2 separate regions of the Sus scrofa genome follow, and region 2 is linked to region 1. The links are chromatin contacts, called in public promoter capture Hi-C maps. All regions are on one chromosome and are shown on one strand. Each heading gives the region's core, a stretch centred on a gene start, on an enhancer-like site or on the middle of the called end of the contact. The rest is flanking DNA. Distances are from core to core; before and after follow the strand shown.

The links. Promoter capture Hi-C pulls out the DNA fragments that hold promoters and counts their contacts.
Region 2: a contact with region 1 is called in a promoter capture Hi-C map of fetal liver, with 2.0 times the contacts expected there. The contact joins the promoter of MTDH here to the promoter of MATN2 in region 1. A contact is called at or near these places in 2 of 5 promoter capture datasets (fetal liver and fetal skeletal muscle) and 1 of 2 datasets of contacts at active chromatin or transcription factors (skeletal muscle).

Annotation. Positions count from the first base shown.
Region 1 is chr4:38,913,726-38,920,665 of Sscrofa11.1, reverse strand. It overlaps MATN2 (matrilin-2), which reads left to right and starts at 5,583. Exons shown (of 19, transcript XM_021089066.1): 1 at 5,583-6,155.
Region 2 is chr4:39,110,973-39,117,712 of Sscrofa11.1, reverse strand. MTDH (metadherin) reads left to right here and starts at 4,408. Exons shown (of 12, transcript NM_001244623.1): 1 at 4,408-5,061. The coding sequence starts at 4,681.

The DNA.
Region 1 (6,940 bases), core at 4,334-6,833:
GCTTGTTAATTTCGTTTCTTTTTTTTTGTCTTTTTGCCTTTTCTAGGGCCGCTCCCACGGCATATGGAGGTTCCCAGGCTAGGGGTCGAATTGGAGCTGTAGCAACCGGCCTAAGCCAGAGCCACAGCAACGCCAGATCCCAACCGCGTCTGCGACCTACACCACAGCTCACGGCAAAGCCGGATCCTTAACCCACTGAGCAAGGCCAGGGATTGAACCTGCAATCTCATGGTTCCTAGTCAGATTCGTTAACCACTGAGCCACGATGGGAACTCCTAGCTTGTTAATTTCTGTGAAGAAGCCAGTTGGGATTTTGATAGGGATTGCGTTGATTCTGTAGTCAGTTAGGAGAGTGTTGTCATTTTAACAATACCAAGTCTTTCAGTCTATGAATATGGAATGTCCTCCTATTTATTTATTTATTTATTTATTTATTTTTGTCTTTTTTGCTATTTCTTTGGGCCGCTTCCGTGGCATATGGAGGTTCCCAGGCTAGGGGTCGAGTCGGAACTGTAGCCACCGGCCTACGCCAGAGCCACAGCAACGTGGGATCCGAGCCGCGTCTGCAACCTACACCACAGCTCACGGCAACGCCGGATCGTTAACCCACTGAGCAAGGGCAGGGACCGAACCCGCAACCTCATGGTTCCTAGTCGGATTCGTTAACCACTGCGCCACGACGGGAACTCCCTCCCATTTATTTAGATCTTTTCTTTCTTCCACCATTTTATTGGTTTCAGAATTTTGTGCTTTTGTGAAATCCTTTTCTAAGTGACTTAATTTTTTTGATGCTCAATGCAATGGAATGGTTTTCTTAATTTCATTTTCAGATTTTAGAGAAATACAATTGATTTTTGCCTCTTCACTTTGTATCCTGCATCCTTGCTGAACTAGTTTTTTAGTTCAAATCATTTTTTAGTAGATTCCTTAGGATGTATACCCACCAGGTCATGTCTTTTGCAAATAGAGATAGCCTTAATTCTTTCATTCCAATCTAGATGCCTGTTATTTCATTTTCTTGTCTTGGCTAGATCTTCTAGAACAGTGTTGAATAGAAGTGCTGAGAGAGCTCATCCTTGTCTTATTCCTGAGCCTAGAGGAAACGCTTTCAGTCTTTGACCACTGGGTTAGATGTTAGCTGTGGGTTTGTTCTTTGTTTTTTTTTTTTTTTTTTTTTTTTTTTAACAGATGCCCTTTATTAGATTGAGGAAGCCCCCTTATGCTTCTGGTTTGTGGAGTGTTTCGATCATGAAGGAGGGTTGAATTTTGTTAAATGATTTTTCTGCCTTGATTGAGGAGATTGTGTGGTTTTGGTCTTTTATTCTGTTGGTGTGGTGTATTATATTGATGGATTTTCAAAAATTGTTCTGACATGTTGTCCGTTCCCTGGAGAGGCTGCAGCTAAACGGTGAAGCGGGGCTAGTCTGTGCCCTCTCATTAAACCGGGCCAGGATGCTGAGCTGTCTTAGAACTTTGCTCTAACTAATAGAAACTGTCAGCTCTCTCACGCTTAGGTTAATGTATCTTCTTTTCAACATCTCTTTGTTCACAGGGAGTGTACATATAGCCAGTAATGTTCTGGCCCTTTCCATACTTGGGAATTGCTTTGTCAATTCTTGTTTTAAATGAGTCCAGACATTTCCATTGCTCCTTTTCAGAGAGTGCTCTATCAGCAAAAAATTGTTCACGTCATTGCATTACATCTTATTTTTCTGCATCTTCTGATTTATTGTGGCTCTCAGGAGTTCATTGCCTTAGTTTCCATTGGGCCATCTGTAGGCTTTCCCCTTCTGTTGGACCCCAGTAATAACTATGTCTAGTTATTTTCTTCAGCAAGAGAGAACATGGAAAAGTCTTGACTTCTGATATTTTTGCTATTCTTGAGTTGCCATTTATTGAGCTCTGCCAGCATGCTGGAGGATTTTACAGAACGGATACACATACTCATTGCCCAAGGATCTTGGCGATCTGATTTAACACCAGGCAATGGATGCAGAGACTTGGTACTGGCACGGTGAGAAGCCAGTTAGCTGAGTGTCAAGGGGATGAGGCTGTTGGCTTCTAATAGCAGACTACGTTGTGCCCATTCCTGGGCTTAGGGAGGAAAGAAGTAGCAATCTGGATTGCTGAGTGATGCTTCCACATGTAGCAAGTCCATCCTCCACTTCAAAAGTGGAAACTAGTCTCCAGGGAAATGAACAATGTTTCAGCTTTGTCAATATTCAAGAATACTAGTCAGATTTCCACTCAGTCTTGCCCATGATTATTATTTATTTATTTATTTATAACTTTTTTTTAGGGCTGCACCCATGGCATATGGAAGTTTCCAGGCGGCCAGGGGTTGAATCCGAGCTGCATCTGTGACCTATACTGCAGCTCATGGCAACGATGGATCCTTAACCCACTGAGTGAGGCCAGGGATCAAACCTGCGTCTTCATGGATACCATCTGGGTTTTTAGCTTGCTGAGCCACAGTGGGAATGCTTCCTGATCACTTTCATCCTGTCTTTCCAAGGTGTGATGATACGTTTATTTAGAAATCATTTCACTTAGGATGATGGTGCCATCAGCCAGCCTGTTCTCTAGGGGAGACTCTGGACTTAGAACCAGCTGTGCATGTTAATGGTGCATCTGGAAGGAAGCACTGCCCCAGGCAAGAGGTGCCTTACCCAAGGCTGGAGTGGACACCCAGCCACTAGTTACAATGCTCCCCTCTCTGCCTTATCTCGAGCACTGACCCAAAGGGTCAGAGGTGGCTCAAAGAGTCAGGCTTCTCTTCCCGGTGAGACAACCTGCCCTTCCACCTGAGTGGGAGAGGGACGAACTCCAACAGTTTACCTGGGAGTCAAACAGCATCAGTCACCTAGAGAAACAGTGCCAGTGAAGTGACACTGCAATTTGAGAATCCTCCTCATTTGTGTCCTGTGGCGCTGACCATTGTGGCCCTATCTTGACGATAAAAGTGATGTTTCTATTTTCAAGAAAAAAAATTTATACAAGATTTATTTTAGAGTTCCTGCTGTGGCACAGTGGGGTAAGAATCCAACTGCAGTGGTTCGGGTCACTGCAAAGACATGGGTTTGATCCCTGGCCTGGCACAATGAGTTAAAGGATCTGGCATTGCTGCAGCTGGGTTGTGGGTTGCAGCTGTGGCTCAGATTCAGTCTGTAGCCCAGGAACTTCATATGCCATGGGTGCAGCCATAAAAAGAAAAAAAAAATATTTTAGGCTATGAATTCTGTGACCCAATCTGTCTGGTCTTTGGTTTCCTTATATTCTGGTCCCCTTTGGTCTGATAGAGTCTCATTTCAATCTGCCCTCTAGGATGAGTTTTAATGCAAAACAAAACAAAAGAAAAAGTTTTAATGTTTGCAAGGATCAAATGAATGCTTATGGCTAAAATCTATATTTGAGCCTTTTCCTGAACGTGCCAGAGGCCTGGATCAAATGACTGTCCATCCCCCTCAAATTCTTTTTTGTTTAATTAAATTTTTTTTTTTTTCTTTTTAGGGCTGCACCTGAGGCATATGGAAGTTCCCAGGCTAGGGGTCGAATGGGAGCTACAGCTGCTGGCCTACACCACAGCCCCAGCAATGCAAATTCTTGCTCCACAAGAGACCCCTGTGGAGACAGAGAAGTGAGTTGAACCCAGTATAGCTACAGATCTCTAAGTAGTTTAAACAGTTATCCATCTAATTAACTCTTGAATTCTGAGACACTATACACCCTTGTTCTTGTCTGCTTGCATGAGAGCCTGCATGAGAACTGGACATCATCGGAACCCCCTACTTGTGAATAAAGGTCCCTGCACTGAGCCCATAGCAATCCCTGTGGTTAACAAGGCACATTTGGGCTTTCCCCAGCTGCCTGTATGAGTGTTAACTTGCATTCACCTCAAAGGTAACTGGGAAATTAAGACATGGTTTTTTTCTGACTTCATGTTTTGGGATCTCGAACACACTTTTGCTTCCCCCCCCCCCCCCCCCCCGGCAGACCTGAAGATCATTCCACAAGGTAGAACAACTCATTGACCTATTCCACTTGGCTCCAGGGATGCTTCCTATGGAGACTCCCTCTTCTGAAGAATTCTGATAGACCTCCCTGGGGGAAAATACCCATCTGCCCTGGCGTACACCAGACCCACTGAAATCTGTTTCTAAATGACAGTTCCTTAACATTTGGAAGGATTTTGGAATTGCGGTTGTTTTCCTGGTAAATGACTGGATCATCCTGGTGTCTTGGACGAAGGCAACACATTTAAACTGTAAGTTTCCGTAAAGTGTAACTCAACTTCCCTAGCTCCTGGGGGATTTTTTCACTGGCCCAGACTCAGGAAGAATTTTCATTTGTGGGATCTAGAACTGCAGAGACCAAACATTTCCGGAAGACTTTCCTCTGCTTTCTGACCTCCACCTACCTCCTCCCAAAGACATACAAAGAAACTATTTCTAATCAAGGCAGGCAGCCAAGAGTGCCCAGTGGGCCTAAGGTGCAGGCTAAGGGAACATGAATCCAAGATTCTTTTTTGGCATCATGATACATACCACTGAGCTGCCCAGTGGCTTAACCCCTTGCCTTATGGCTGGAATTTTTTCTTTTTTTCTTTCTTTTTTTTTTTGCTTTTTAGGCCCGCACCCGCGTCATACGGAGGTTCCCAGGCTAAAGGTCAAATCAGAGCTACAGCTGCCGGCCTACACCAAAGGCACAGCAACGCAGGATCTGAGCCGCATCTGCGACCTACACCACAGCTCATGGCAACACTGGATTCTTAACCCACTGAGCGCGGCCAGGGATCAAACCCGAAACCTCATGGTTCCTAGTTAGATTTGTTTCTGCTGCGCCACAACAGGAACTCCATGACTGTAATTTTAATTCCTCACCTGGAGCTTTCCTGAAGAATTGATTTTGTACATGGTTTTTATTTATTCTCCAGAAACCAACCTTGTCATCAAATAGGAGTGATGGTTCAGGGTAAAGGCAGCCAAGAGAACTTTAAATGATCAGACTCTGGCACCAGAGATTTTGAAACGCAGTTCTGCTGCCTCTCCCCCATAGCTTGTTAAAACCTGAATTGAGTGGTTGGGTTAATGGTTTGAGGTTAGAATTTTGGGGCAATTATTAGGAGATGTTCTGGCCTGTTGTACAGACCCCACTTCCAGCTGGACAGGAACAGGGGGGCAGCGCCAGCCCCTTCCCTGCCACTGACCAATCCTGTCCGGTGCATCCCTCCAAAGTCCCTGGGGACTTCTAAGGGCATGTTCCCCCCCCCCCCCGCCCCTTCACTAAAATGCAAACATCTTCATCCAACATTTCAAAAGTCTTGCCTGGATTAGACTTTCTCTGCTCCTTCAGGGTAGGAGCTTGTTTCCTTTCCATCCTTACTCCCCTCCCCACCCCAGGGCCTGGTCCGCGGCCAGTGGACGCTCCGTTAAGATGAATTGACACTGGTGCTCTGGGCACTGCCAAGACAGCTTCTGGTACTTGTTGCTAATTATCCCAGTTCTCACCACTTTTTTTCTTCTCAGCGTCATCGATCGTCGCCTCCTGCAGATCATGACCCCAAGTTCAGGAAATAGGACGCCTGTCACGCCTTCCTTCCCCCAGGAGATGCTCTCCTCGCTTCCCCATCTCACACCCCCCTCCCCTCCCGCCGAGCCCCAAAGCTCCTTGTGGATCTGAGCCTGCGGTTCCAGACCCCTGGAGTCCGATCCCCGCCCGGACTTGCGGACCGACTGCGCGGAGCGAGGTGGCAGAAGGCAGGGCGCGCGGCCAAGGTGCCCAGCTCCCGGGGTTGCCTGCAGGGTGGGGCCGTCTTCGCGGCCGCTCCCTCTCCGCGCCTGCCCCATCCCCAAAGAGGACACCCCTCCTCCCGCCGGCCCGCTCCCCACCCTCCGCGGCGCCGCCTCCCCCGCCGCCCGCCCGCGCTGGCCCAGAGCCGCCCAGGCAGCCAGCTAGCGAGGGAAGCTCTCTGGGATGGGAGTTGGAGGAAGCGGCGAAGGAGGAGACAGCGGTAGCGGCTCGGGCTTCTTCCTCGGCTCCCACGAGCGATCCCTGAGGAGAGCCGTGGCTCTCGGAGCGGCGAGGAGACCAGCGAGGAGGACCCAGGCGGCTGCGCCCTAGTCTCGCTTCCCAGGCGCGGGCTGCAGCAGCTGCAGGTGAGCGGGGCGCGCTCCCCCCGGGGCCCTGCATGGCCCCCGCAGCCTCGAGGCGTAGACAGATCCACCGACTAATGGACAGACAGACAGAGCTTGGGCACCGACGCATGCCGAGTCTGCCCCCAGGCCAGCGCCTGGCTCCTGCGGTTCCGCGGGGTCCCTCCCTCCGAGTGCCCCCTCCGCCCAGGCCCGGGTCTCCCGACCCCTCGGGGCAGAGCGCGAGAGGGTAGGCGACGCTGCGGGACCCCAGGCTGGGATAAGTCAGGCCTCCGGGCCAGGCGATTTCCGCGCGCTCCCTGCGCCAGGCGCACCGCGCAGCAGCCACCCCGCAGGGCCCCGTGGGGGCGCTGTGCCTCGCCCCGGGGACGCCCAGACCTGGTCTCTACCGACCCGGGAAAGGGAGACTTGTTGAGCGGGGATCCGTCGTGTGATTCCTATTCAACTGGCGAGAGGATCGATTCCGCCTCTCCCCCTCCCCACCCCCCCACCTTGGTCGGCTGGTATTTAACGCCCGTGTCATCTGCATTTCGTTCTTGGTTCTCCCTGGCAGCTAAAGCTCCAGCTTCCCTTCATTGTGGAGAAATGAAAGAAAGGGGAGGGCATTTTGTGGTCGTTGCTAGAACCCCCAAGAACAGTTGAGAGAGAGGACAGAAAAATGGGGACCCTCTCCCGTTAAGGTGTCCAGAACTGGACGCACAGGAAGGTAGCTCCTGGGGAACGCATGCTCTCACTCTGAACAAACCCAAATGATCAAGTTTCAAACCATCGTAAATCAGGGAGCCGGG
Region 2 (6,740 bases), core at 3,159-5,658, 200 kb before region 1:
AAAATCCTGGGCCAGGGATCAGATCTGAGCCTACAGTGATATCAGATCCTTCACCCCCTCAGCCACAAGGGAACTCCTGCAGAGAACTTTATTTACTAATTCTTACCGTTCTAAGAATAAGACCTTTCCTGACCGTATCTCCAAATTCTTGGCATACTCAACTATTCCCTGCTTTACCATAAACCCATCCCCCTAGGGGTCCCACATCAACATTTTTCTTGCATGGGCCCTCAAGAAGTAAGCTACTTGAAGGGAGGCTTCCTGTACTGTTACAAATTGAATATGTCCCCCCTCCAAATTCCTATGTTGAAGCCTTAACCCCAACATGACTGTAATTGGAGACAGGGCTTTTAAGGAAGCAATTAAGGTTAAATCAAGTCATAAGGGTGGGGCCCTGATCTGACAGGATTAGAATCCTTATAAGAAGAGCTACCATACAACTCACTTGCTCTTTCTCCACCATGTGAGGACATGGCAAGACAGTGGCAATCTGTAAGTCAGGAAGAGAGCCTTTACCAGAACACAAACCATGCTGCCCCCAGGATCTTGGAATTCCAGCCTTCAGAACTGTGAGAAAATAAATTCTAATTGTTAGAGTTCCCTTTGTGGCTCAGGGGTTAACGAACCCGACTAGGATCCATGAGGATGTGGGTTTTGATCCCTGGTCTCGCTCAGATCCAGCGTTGCCACGAGCTGTGGTGTAGGACAGACAAGGTCCAGATCTAGCGTTGCTGTGGCTGTAGCACAGGCTGGCAGCTGTAGCTCTGATTTGACCCCTAGCCTGGGAACCTCCACATGCCGTGGGTGCAACCCTAAAACGCAAAAAAAAAAAAAAATTTTTTTGAAGCTACCTAGTCTATGGAATTTTGTTAAGGAAGTCTGAGCAAACAAATGTGCACACGAATCCCCAAACCCATCACAGAGTTTACTGAAAAAAAGGACCAACCAAGGGGTAAAGAGCAGGAAAGACTGGGTTCTACTAACAGTTCAGCCACTCTGACTCTAAGGGACAACACTTAACCCTTTCAAGCTTCCTTTTTCTCTTCTATGAAATGAGAGGCTTTAGGTAGAACTTCTTCAGGCCCCTTAAAACTTCCAAACTAGAAGTGTTAAATTACATACTGTGGGCTATGGCTCAGGCAATCACAGTGGCAGGATGCCATCCTCAAGATGGTATTATGGATATTCACAAAAACAAGCATGTTCATGACAGAATTACAATTAACAGCAAAAAGCAAAAACACGAAGACCTGTAAATAACCTAACTATCCAACAATAAAATACGTTAAATAAATGACAGTAGAGCCAGAAAATAGAAAAAGCAAATATTTATTGTGCAAACTTTAAAAAAAACTTTTTTGATAATTAATATCAAGAATATAGTGTTGAGAAACCTCATTTTTTAAATCATAGACTGGCCAAAAACCTTATTAAAAACTGTATGTTAGAATGGAGCATGCCACTCCAGTAAGCAGCTGGATCACTTTTCAAAAAATTCTGTGGGCGTGCCCGTTGGGAGCCCCCAGCAATAAACCTGACTAGTATCCAAGGGGACGTGGGTTTGATCCCTGGCTCCACTCAGTGGATTAAGGATCTGGTGTTGCTGTGAGTTGAGGTGTCGGTCGCAGATGCAGCTTGGATCCCACGTTGCTGTGACCGTCGCAGAGGCCAGCAGCAGCAGCTCTGATTAGACCCCTAAACTGGAAACTTTCATGTGCCACAGGTGCAGCCCTAAAAACTTAAAACACACAAAAAATTCTGTGAACTGTTTATTGAGGTATATTTGACACAAACTACAATATCTAAAGTATACAACCTGCTAAGTTCATAGCAATAAAGATAACGCATCTCTCACTCTGCAGTTTCCTCTGGCCCCTTCATAATCCCTCCCTCTCACCTCTCCTTGCTCCCCATCTCCCCTGCCAAGTCACTACTGATTTGCTGTCACTATACATTAGTTTGCATTTTCTAGTTTTATGTAAATGAAATAATCATACAGTACATAGTTTTTTTTGCCTGGCTTCTTTCACTCAGCATAATTATGTTGAGATTCATGAATATTGCTGTACATATTTATAGTCCACTCCTTTTTATTTCTGAGTGGTATTCCATTGTATGTGTCACTCTGACTCTCAGAATAAGCAGTCTTCATTTTCAACCTACCTGCTTCAAGGAAAGAGTTTCAGAAATGACATTTCACATTTGTATTAACTTTGCCATTTCCAAGGAGTTAGAATTCTGAGTCTACTTAGGCCAAGCCTGATGTTAACTCTTTTAGACACAGCTTGTTTTGCTTTGAGTCCTTCAAAGCATTGCTTCATTTAAATTCTACCTAAATTTCACTCTGCTCCAAGTTAATAAACCTAACTTTGTGGGGCTACCAGACATCCCTGGCAAGCTTTATCAAATGGGCTATTAAATTAACATGAATGCTCATGACCACATGAAATGCAAAAGAATATAAACAGTGTTTTAAGGTCAAAGGAGAGTAACAGGAAAAAGAAGGAACAGTGATAGGATTTAACATAATCAATACTTGACAGGCTGCCAAAGGAATAGGCAAACCCAGCTATAATTACTGTATAATAGCTTAATTCATAAATCCTTAGGGGTTAGAGTTCCCGCGTCGTGGCTCAGCAGTAATGAACCCAACTAGTATCGGTGAGGACACAGATTCAATCCCTATCCTTGTTCAGGGGGTTAAGGATCCAGCATTGCTGTGAGCTGTGGTGTAGGTCGAAGACGAGGCTCAGATCTGGTGTTGCTGGAGCTGTGGCGAAGTCCAGCAGCTACAGCTCAGATTGGACCCGAAGCCTGGGAACTTCCACATGCCATGGGTGTAGCCACCAAAAGACAAAAATAAATAAACAAATAAATCCACAGGTGTTAACCTAGAAAGGGCAGTGGGACTTCTTAGGAACATCACCACCCTTCATGTCTCTGGAACCAAATATAGAATTATACACCACTTTCATAAATATAAATGGAACTTGGAACCTTGTAGAGATAAAGCAATTCTGATGACATCGAAGTTTTGTGCTTTGTAATTTACACTGTCTTTAATTATAAGTCTGTATAAAGCTTAGCAAGAGTCGTTTATTTATTTTATTTATTATTTACCAAACTCCTTTCCACCCATTAATCACAACATGCATTACAACGCCACTGCAAAAGTAGGTCAAAATACTCCTAAATACATTTTTGGCACTCTGTACTTATTAATATTACCCCTTTCCTAGTCTTTGAAAAAGTCTGTATTTAGTTCACTTAGGACACTTGCTTACACGCTAATTATTAGCTAATGATAAAACACTGAGTTTCCTTACAGGGAAATGTAACTTCAAAAATCTAAAGCAGCCCCCAAATATAATCTTTGTAATTAAGATCTGAAAATTCATTTCTACCCAGATATGGTCAGCACAGCATACAAAAATAGAAGTTTTATGTATAACTGAGTCACTTTGCTGTACAGCAGAAATTAGCACAACGTTGTAAATTACCAAGAATTTTTAAAAAAATTTTTAAATAGAATTTTTGGAAACTCCTTTTGTGAACTTGCATAAAAGCTTAAAGCACAAGGAAACTTACCTCTATATGTATAATACAATCTAACGTGTTTCTCATTATTTCTTGCTGAAGCTCGAAATGAGTAGGAAAATAACGCTGTCCATGGGCTTTCCACCTTTTGAGTTCCACTAACTGACAGCACGAAGAGCAAGAGTGGAGTGAAACCACGCGAAAGCGCCCTGGCCGGACAGGCAAATGGTAGGCACGCAATGCGGGTAAGGTGGCCCTGAAGAATACAAACCCCATTTGACAACTAAATAAACTCAGGCCCTCGAAGAAGAGTGCCCAGCTCCAGACTCAGCTGAGCCCACGCTGGAACCATTTAGTCGCCCCAGGGTGAAAAAAGCGCTTCCACTTCAACACCTCTCCCAGAAAAAGAACGAAGAAAACAGACACCTACTGAGGCGACTTTGACCTAGAACCTGTGACCCGGTTCCTCGCTCTTCGCCCTCTTCCACACCCCCCGCAGCCCCCAGCCTTCCTCGAGAGCCCCTCCCCTGGACTCATTCAAAGCGCCACGTCTCCCAGCTCCCGGCCACCAGCCACCCCGAAAAGGCTTCCTCCAGTTAACCCCTCCTAGCCTTCCGCCCAGAGTCACCCGTACCCAAAGCGCGGCGCCTCCACCAGGCCCAGATGTGTCACCACCAGCCGCCGCCACGGCGGTTCCCTCGCTCCAACAGCTCCCGCCCAGCCCGGCCTCGCTCGCGCCCACGTGACACCCACGCCACGCCCACCTGCTCCCACGTGACCCGCGGCCCTGCTCGACGTCTCTGCGCGCGGCGTGGGTCGCGGCCGCAGCCGCCATTGTTCCGCCGAAGGAGGACAGCGGGGCCTGGCACTGGCGCCGACACGCCGCTTAGCGGCCGCCACTGGAGACACTCCCTCCCGCCGCCCCCCTCCTCTTGGCGGCGGCGGAGTGAGGCTGACAAGGGGGAACTGGGAGCCCCCTCTCCTGGCGACAGGAGCGGCCGATCCCCGGCCCCGGCGCGAGGGGCGGCCGCGATGCGCTCGGCCTGAGGCAGACCGGCCCGGCCCTTCCTTGCTTCCCTTGACTGTCCCACGGCGTCTGTGCGCCCCAGCGTCATCCCGAGAGTCCCCCTGACGGGAGGGAAGATGGCTGCACGGAGCTGGCAGGACGAGCTGGCCCACCAGGCCGAGGAGGGCTCGGCCCGGCTACGAGAAATGCTCTCGGTCGGCCTAAGCTTTCTGCGCACCGAGCTGGGCCTCGACCTGGGGCTGGAGCCGAAGCGGTACCCGGGCTGGGTGATCCTGGTGGGCACGGGCGCCCTCGGGCTGCTGCTGCTCTTCCTGCTCGGCTACGGCTGGGCCGCGGCTTGCGCCGGCGCCCGCAAAAAGCAGAGGAGCCCGCCCCGCAAGCGGGAGGAGGCGGCGGCCTCGCCAGCCCCGGCCGCTGATGACCTAGCCCTGCTCAAGAATCTCAGGAACGAGGAGCAGAAGAAGAAGAACCGAAAGAAATTGCCCGAGAAGCCCAAAGTGAGTAGGGGAGGAGCGGTGGGAGAGTGAGGGCGAGGGGCCGGCGTGGAGCCCCTTGAGCGGAGCCGGAGGCCGAGCTCCAGTAGCCCCAGTCGGGAATGGAAAAGGGAAGGAGTGAGATCAGTCGGGAGCCGGGGCGCAGGTCTCCCCGGACGGAGGAGGTGATCGGTGGACACGTTACTTGGAGAATGGTGGAAACTCAGGAAGTATAGGACGGGTGGATACGAGCAGTTTCAAGGGAGGAAGTTAGACGGTATGGGGTAGGTTCAAATAAAAGCGCCTAGAAGTCAAGTCTTTTTCGGGAACCCAGACCGCCGGAATGACATACCAACTCTCTGAGGCCTACTGGGCAGGCTGCATGTGTGTGTGGAGGGCGATGGGACCTTAAGGTGGTCCTGGGAAGTTGTGGCAAGACTGCGCCTGGGCACACAGAGCCGGGTTCAAGTCACATTGAGGTGGTTGTCAGGGGAGGAGATAACGGTGACCTAAAAATGTGGGGGGGATCACACGAGGATTAAAGGTACCCAGGTCTAGACGCGCTTCCATTTTAGTTGGGACTGTTGAAGGGAAATGGTTGCCCACTCTCACTCTGGTGAATGTGGCCAATGGAGGCCGGCACAGGAGCAAGGCAAGAGGGAGTCTAGTCTGTTGGCTAATGTACCTCGGGGGGACGTGGTCCTGAAAGAGCGCTAAGGCAAGTGCAAGTCCAGCTAAGTGGTGAGAGAGGATTTGAGACAGAGTAAAGGGATGACAGAGCAGAATGGTGAAGGCTGCGAGAGGGAGTCAAGGCACCGTTTTACCGGAGCACGTGTGGAAATGCGGAGAGCATCGCATCCGTTTTATCCGGCCTTCGCGTTTTATTTCTACAGTCTCCCGTCTTTATTGCCATTTCCCCATGGTTCTCTCAATCCAACGTTCATGCTTTTATTTATCTTGTGAAAATCCTGTACAGTTGAGCAGAGTATGGAGGGTGTGCAAAATTAGAAACAGCTCCTAACCTATTTTTATATCCACTGAATTTAGCTCTTCACCTTTTCAGTACAATAAAGTGCTGTGTGAAATGCACTCTGGTGTTGGCTGGACAGTGGGAGGTATACACATGGGAGTTAGAGTCAGTCATGGAGAGTAGTGTAGGAGACAGATTCAAAAATAACGCTAATATGTTTTAGACTGATTGGTGGGTACGGTAGAGGTGTGAGCAGTGTAAATGAGGTTTGGTGAGTGGGAAAGTCATTCCATAGGAGGGATTTAGGCAAGTTATGGGGGGAAGTGGGGTTTGAGTTCAAGCTAAAGTAATGAGGGTATTGTTGGGCACAGTACAAAGAATAAGACTATTAGAAAATGACAGGTCACAGTTACTTCTGTATTAGGCCTAGATTAGACCTGCTGATTAAGAGAATGCAGGGTACATACCTGACCTGGAAAAGGAGACAACTTTGCCAGTATGAATACTACCTTAAGTTGGGAGAAGAGAAAATAGAACTGATTTGGAACATACGTAGTTCTATTTAAATATGTAGAGAGCATCAAGGATTACCAGAAAGTAATGTTATGGTGGAAATTAAGAACCTGGTTCCAAAATAGGAAGATGATCTTGGGGGGGGGGGAAACAGCACGTTAATAATCGTAGGCTCTGTGTGGATGAAACAGGTTGTGAAACCTTCAGAGCTCTGTTTGGG